Linked DNA regions of Sus scrofa: region 1 is linked to region 2. The links are chromatin contacts, called in public Hi-C maps. All regions are on one chromosome and are shown on one strand. Each heading gives the region's core, a stretch centred on a gene start, on an enhancer-like site or on the middle of the called end of the contact. The rest is flanking DNA. Distances are from core to core; before and after follow the strand shown.

Region 1 (3,138 bases), core at 327-2,826, 340 kb after region 2:
GTGTACATCTAATATGGTGCTTTGTTTTATTGGCCATTTGTATGTACTATTGACTTGACTTGTAAAGTCCTAGAGGGCAGAGATCATGTCTGATTCAACTGTGTATCCACAAGAGCTCTGAGCAGAGTACAAGGTGGCATTCATAAGATGTGCTTAAATGGGATTGGTAACTTTGGCTTCATTCCCAATAGATGGTAGCCCTTTGCAAGTAGAACAGCAAGCCCAGCAGCCTCCCCATAGGAGCCATGCACCAGAAAACCAGCCTTGGGTAGACTGTTAGCAAAAGGTATCAGATCCCCACTGTCTTCCGGGTTACTCTTCATGGGCACAGTAAGCAGTGACCAAAGACATTGAGGCATGTTCTTCACCTTCAAGGAATTTGTACCTGAGAAAGTAGAAAGCACAAGAATACCAAGAAATGATGTATCTATAGCACTTTGGAGTTTACAAAGCACATAAAGATCTGTGACTCTAACCCGGCCTTGGAGAAATAAGCAGGGAGCTATTGGTATCTCCATTTTAAAGATGAAGAAACTGAGACTCTAGAGATCTTGACTTGTCCCAGGACCCCTTGGTGGGCAGTATGAGGACCTCAGCCACCCTCAGTGCCAAGGCAGAGCAAGTGCCACTGAACTCCAGGACCTCTGGTCCTATATCTTCAGCACTGCCTTTATATTTGATGCCCAAGAAATATGCACAGATTAAGAGACTGATATCTACAATAAGCAAATATAAAATAATAAGGAAGGGTTTTCTTTAAAAAAAATGTGGAACTTGGGCAAATAAATCACATTTACCTTTGGAATCCTCAAGACTTTTGCTGCAATGGTATTTTTTTTGGATTGTTCTCTTTTACATTTGTCTTCAGAGCTGGTTAAGGCCACCTAAGAAAAATGGTCTAGTGGTTCTATATCAACAACTCATTAAATAACAAAAACTGCAATAACTACCCGCAGATCCAGATTTACATCACTCCTTCTACCCAGAACCCACTATACACTGCATCCTGGGCTCTGTACTTTCATACCCTCTAGCTATATTTCATCTCTTATTTAATAGATTTGACTCTGAATGATTTTTTGGCTGCTTCCAAAAAAAAAAAAAAAAAATCAAATATACCCTCTGTGAGTGCTAATTTGTCACCACTGATGTAATTCAAAACAGTGGAGCTCAGGCCCTGGAGGATCCTTCGCCTAAGTGATCTCAAGGCTTCGGGCAATAAACCAAAAATTCTCTCCGCGGCCCTGCCCCCCGCCCCGCCCCCTAGAAAGGCTGGGGCCCTTTATACAGGATTAATTTAGGGCGTTCCTGGGAGGGACTGAGCCGGGAGTAGAATAGAAAACACTCCCCCCCCCCCCCCGCCCCTTTCCCCAAGGCAGGCAGGGAAGACGGATCTGGGAAAGGAGCCTCTGCTAGCTTGTGAAGAGACCGAGCTCTTTCCCAGCCAGGGAAGAGCAGCTTTCACCCCCCCCCACAACCCCCCCCCGCGCCCGCCATGGACATGTCTCCCGTGACCGTGCTGGAGCACACAGCCATCTACGACCACGCTGAGCTGGCCCCGGTCCAGGCCCCCAGGGCAGGATCCTCGAGGTCAGCGCAGCTGCGGGATACTTGCTAGGCGCCCAGCCCCAGCTGGACGCTTGGTGCCAAGATTGTTAGGCATGGGCGCCCTCTGCTGGCCGTTCGGGGCATCACAGCCACCTTCCCAGGGAAAGCGGCTTCCGGGAAGGGGGGTATTTTTTAATGGAAAAAAAAGTTTGAAAAATGAACCTCAAATGGACTCAGAAGGTCAAACAGACAGTCAATGGAGGTTTAGCTTCTGAGTAAATGGGCTCAGAAAAAGAATCTCAAAGGAGAAAGAATGGACAGTCTCATGGAGAAAGCTTAGGAACCGGCCTAGGCTAGGAAGGAACTGTCTTCTGGTAAAGGGAGAACAGACCTGTAACTGCTAAACTACCAGTATTATACATGAAGTCCAAGGACAAGGCCACATCAGGGCTGGTGAAAAGCCAGTTACTATTCAGTGTATCAACTGGACATTCCCACAGCAACACTGGCAATTGCATTCTGAGAGTAACTGAATGTGAGTTTTCAATGGGACTGTGTTTTCAGGTCTGTTCTGTAAAGGCTGTGAGCTGGTTGCAGTGTAGAGTGTAGAAGTGCAGCCCTTCCCAAATGCACAGAGCCGGTTATGGGCCTTCAGAGCAATATGAAGTGCTTGGAGGAGGCAGTGCGAAGGTCAGGGTACCTGTTGGAAAGAGCAGAGGCTTAGGAGTCGGATCGAGGTCCCCTTATGGTCAGGCAACAGGCTCCTTGTCTGACCTTGGCACTCACTTGTCCCCTCAGGACCTCAGATCCCTCCTCGGCAAAGTCAAAGATTCTAACTAGATGATCCCTAAGCTTCCTTCTACCTCACTGAATCAATGCCTTTAGAAATGGATATTCTATTTCATGATCTTATGAAGAAGCAGGGGCTCTTATCACTGATTCCATAAAAAAACTCTGAAAAATCTTATTCTATAGAAAGGATAAAACATTGTTACATTGTTACAAGATTAAAAAATTGTTACATTGAACACCTGCACCTGCTATGGTTTTAATGTTCTATCAAAGGATAGAGCTTTACAGCTGGTTTCTAACCCCAGTGGACTGAATCGAGTTTATCTTTCTCAGCTGATGGCAAAGAAGACCACTCAAGGCACCTCTGTTGTTTCTTTTTCCCCTTTATCTGCTAAGATCAAAATCCTCCCAAAGGCACCCTTTTCTTATGTATTTCTGGTAAGTTTTCAAAAATCCACTTTCCATTTGTTGTATCTACATATGACATCTGTGGGAATTATGTAGTATTGTTTTGTCCATTTAAAAAATGTACCTAAAGGGGAGTTCCCATCATGGCGCAGTGGAAATGATCTGACTAGGAAACATGAGGTTGCGGGTTTGAACCCTGGCCTCCCTCAGTGGGTTAAAGGATCTGGCGTTGCCATGAACTGTGGTGTAGGTTGCAGATACGGCTCAGATCTGTCATTGCTGTGGCTGTGGCTAAGGCTGGCAGCTGTAGCTCCTATTAGACCCCTAGCCTGGGAATCTCCGTATACCGCAGGGGCAGCCCTAAGAAGCAAAAAAAAAAAAAAAAAAAAA
Region 2 (3,250 bases), core at 593-3,092:
CAGACATGACCGCATATCTAAAATGAACATCAGGCAGGAATCATGATCTGACATGTCAAAATGTGTTTGTTGGGGCAGAACATTATAAATAGGAATTGCTCCCTCCTCCCCCTGGATAAAAACCTTGAGATGTATGGTCTCTGTACACACAAGTGACCATCCTTGCTCCAGTGATCCTGGAAATCTACTTTGCTCCTCACCAACTCATGATATGTTTCAAGTCTGCTTCTAACCTCTAACAATAACAAAGGTAGTAGCTGAGTTTGGTCCCAGGTTGTTTTAAATTTGAATAATGCTCTTTCCATTTGAGGACTGTAGAAAGTAACATAATGTCTTTTCTATCAAAGGAAATCTTGGTTACTCCATTTTGCTGGGGGTTTTGGCTGAAACGCCTTCCTGGGACACCCCCCTCCTCTTTCCCTCCTCTCCCAGGAACAATTGTTTCAGGTTAGCCAATGGAGAAGAATGTGCACCCTGACCTGACCAATGGGAAGGGGACAGATACATCACCTGTGATAGGGATAAATAGGGAGGGTCTTTTCCTCTTTGCCCCTGCTTTTTGAGTACCCGCACCCTTCTGCAGAAGTAGAGAACCTTGTCTAGATCTCCCCGTGTTCACGTGTCTCATTTTCTGACACTGAAGATCTGAGCCATCTCCCCAACAGGACAAAGGCCTACAAATCTCATAGCATTGAGAGGGTTAACAAATTGGCATAGGGTTCTGGAAAAGCTGACCAGTGTCATTTATTTCTATTTTAAACCTGAAAATCACCCTCCCTAATATCATGTTGGAAATAAAAGGAAAAGAAAAGAACATTGAGAAAGACTGCAGCCCCTAGGAGAGAAACATGCCTGCAGGAAATCATGGAATGTAAAAATGGCCAATTAATTTCTGTTCATGAAGTCTTTGCAGCATATGCATGGGAGTGCAGTCTGAAGAAAGAACAGGATTGCTTTTGTGTAAGCTCCCTTAGCTGACACGATCTTGCGAGTCCCTCCAAGTGGCTGTACAGAGTGTCTTTTTTCCTCATACCTTCTCATGAGGCCTTTGGTTTTTATAAACTATTATGTTTTTGTTTGTGCTATTTGTCATCGATAGCATTCACACAGCTCTTTTAGAATTTAAAAAGCAGTTTCACACGACAATATTGTATGTTTCTTTGACAGTCCTTCCCTTGGTCTTTACCATAACTTTTTAAAAAAAAAGACTTAGGAGTTCCCATACAGGCTCAGCCTAAATGAATCTGACTAGGAACCTTAAGGTTGTGGGTTCATCCCTGGCCTCGCTCAGTGGGTTAAGGATCCGGTGTTGCCGTGAGCTGTGGTGTGGTTTGCAGGTGCGGCTGGGATCAGATGTTGCTGTGGCTCTGGCGTAGGCCAGCAGCAACAGCTCCGTTTAGACCCCTAGCCTGGGAACTTCCATATGCCGTGGGTGCTGCCCTCAAAAAGGCAAAAGACAAAACAACAAAAAAAGAGACAATATTAAGTAATTTTAATACATTCATAAGGAGCCTTAGAGCGATGCTTAGCAAATAATAAGTGCTCAGATCATTTACTGAACATCATGTACATTCCAGGCAGGGAACCTGAATGAATGCTTCGTTTGCATTTTCACAATAACTTTTAAAAAGTCCTATTATGTATATAAAGAAATGGCGGCTTAAGAGTGAAGTAACCAAAGTAAAATTCCTAGCACGCCAATTCTTCATTTTCTTTAGTCGAAAGGATCAGGAGTAGGATCTTAAGGATGAGTACATGCAGTGATGTACCAGAAAACTCTGGTTCCAAATACTGATCTGGAAGAAGAAAGTGAAAGTGAGCGAGGGAGAGAAAGCGCGCGTGCGTCTGTGCATGTGTCAGTGAGCGTAAGGCTCTGGTTGTCACGCATCCTTTCGGCTGTGCGAGGACCGGACCTGCACCACGGAGGAGCCCCAAATGAAGGTCCCCAAAAGCCTCCCAAACTCCGCCCTGGAAGGTCGGGCTCTTGCCAGGAGACCGGGTAACTCTAGTCCTAGCCCTGCCACGCCCCTCAGCCCCCTCCGCGAGCTCTGCCCTCGAGCGGCCTGCCCCTCCCACGGCCCCGCCCCTAGCCCCTTCCGTCTCTCGGTCCCGCCCCCAAAGCCCTGCCCCTCCCCTCGGCCCCTTAACTGGTGCCCACGCCTCCCTCGCGTGTTTCTCCGAGCTGGCCTAGCCGTTCTCTCTCCGCTTCTCCGCACTCTCCGGCCTGCTCCGGTCGCTGCGATGAGCACTGGCACCTTCATCGTGTCACAGCCACTTAATTACCGCGGCGGGGCCCGCGTGGATCCGGTGGACGCCTCCGGCACCGAGAAGGCGTTCGAGCCGGCAACCGGTAACTGGACGGAGATCAGGCTGCCAGGGCCTGGGTGGCCAGGCTGCAGACGCCATGCGGGCTGGGTTAGGGGCAGGGTCGGGCGGGGGTTGACGCTCCCCCGCCTGAGGGGTGCGCCTGTTCTAGGCCCTGAACCTTCATTCGGTGCGTTCAGCAAACGTTTATTGACCACAGACACTTGACGGTGTAGAGTATAAAGTTGTATGTGTGTGCCTGCAGCTAACGCTGCTGTGCAAACACGAGTGCATCTGCACCCGGACAGGAAGGGAGTCTAGGAAACTGGAAAAGCTGGTGAGTTGCGCGGCGGGGTCATGGGTAATTTTACAACGGCCTGAACAGAGAGCCCACAAAGGTGCGTGAGGTGGTGTCTTTGTTAATTATTACCCTTTAAAGCTGGGACTGCAGTTCTGTCTTCCGCGGTGCCCTTAGTAGAGGAGTTCTAGAAGGACGGGGGTGAAAAGAAACACGTGCCAAAATGGAGGTGCTCGCACAAATGATTCTAATGAGCAAGACTGAGGACTTTGTTGCCATCTCCTAGTGTTAAAACGTTTCTGAACATAAATCGGAACTGAGAAGAGGGGACGAAATCTTGCTTCTATCCAGTGATTAATGTGTGCCAAGCACTGTGCCAGGCCTCAGATCACAAAGCAAATGAGAGGTTTTGTTTTGTGTTTGTTTTGCTGGGTTTTATGGAATATTTATGGGGAGAGAAATGTAAATGTTTGCGCAAACCGGAATGGCATGTAGCCAGAGAGATTTAAAACTGGATTTCAAAGGCCTGGGGAATTTAGGTTTGACCAATTACACTGAAGCGCAGAGCGCTGACTTGCCAGCAGGAAGGGGTCGCAGACATCATCAGGGTCTCCTTTAGGTAGGAGGAAACAGCCTCTTGACCCCCAC

The links. Hi-C and Micro-C count contacts between places; a contact is called where the count stands out from the background.
Region 1: a contact with region 2 is called in a Hi-C map of skeletal muscle, with 6 times the contacts expected there. The contact joins the enhancer-like site here to the promoter of ALDH9A1 in region 2. A contact is called at or near these places in 2 of 5 promoter capture datasets (fetal liver and liver) and 5 of 47 Hi-C or Micro-C datasets (mesenteric adipose tissue, omental adipose tissue, skeletal muscle and 2 more).

What each region holds. Positions count from the first base shown.
Region 1 is chr4:85,363,490-85,366,627 of Sscrofa11.1, forward strand. No RefSeq gene overlaps it. Among named protein-coding and RNA genes, the nearest start is that of MIR9849, 30 kb to the left of the region's middle. Within about 2 kb of position 1,577, at least 19 of the 83 cell types and tissues checked have an H3K27ac peak or open chromatin away from gene starts, as enhancers often do. A contact at or near this core is called in skeletal muscle and subcutaneous adipose tissue, where this site is marked.
Region 2 is chr4:85,028,072-85,031,321 of Sscrofa11.1, forward strand. It overlaps ALDH9A1 (4-trimethylaminobutyraldehyde dehydrogenase), which reads left to right and starts at 1,843. Exons shown (of 11, transcript XM_021089487.1): 1 at 1,843-1,999. The coding sequence starts at 1,936.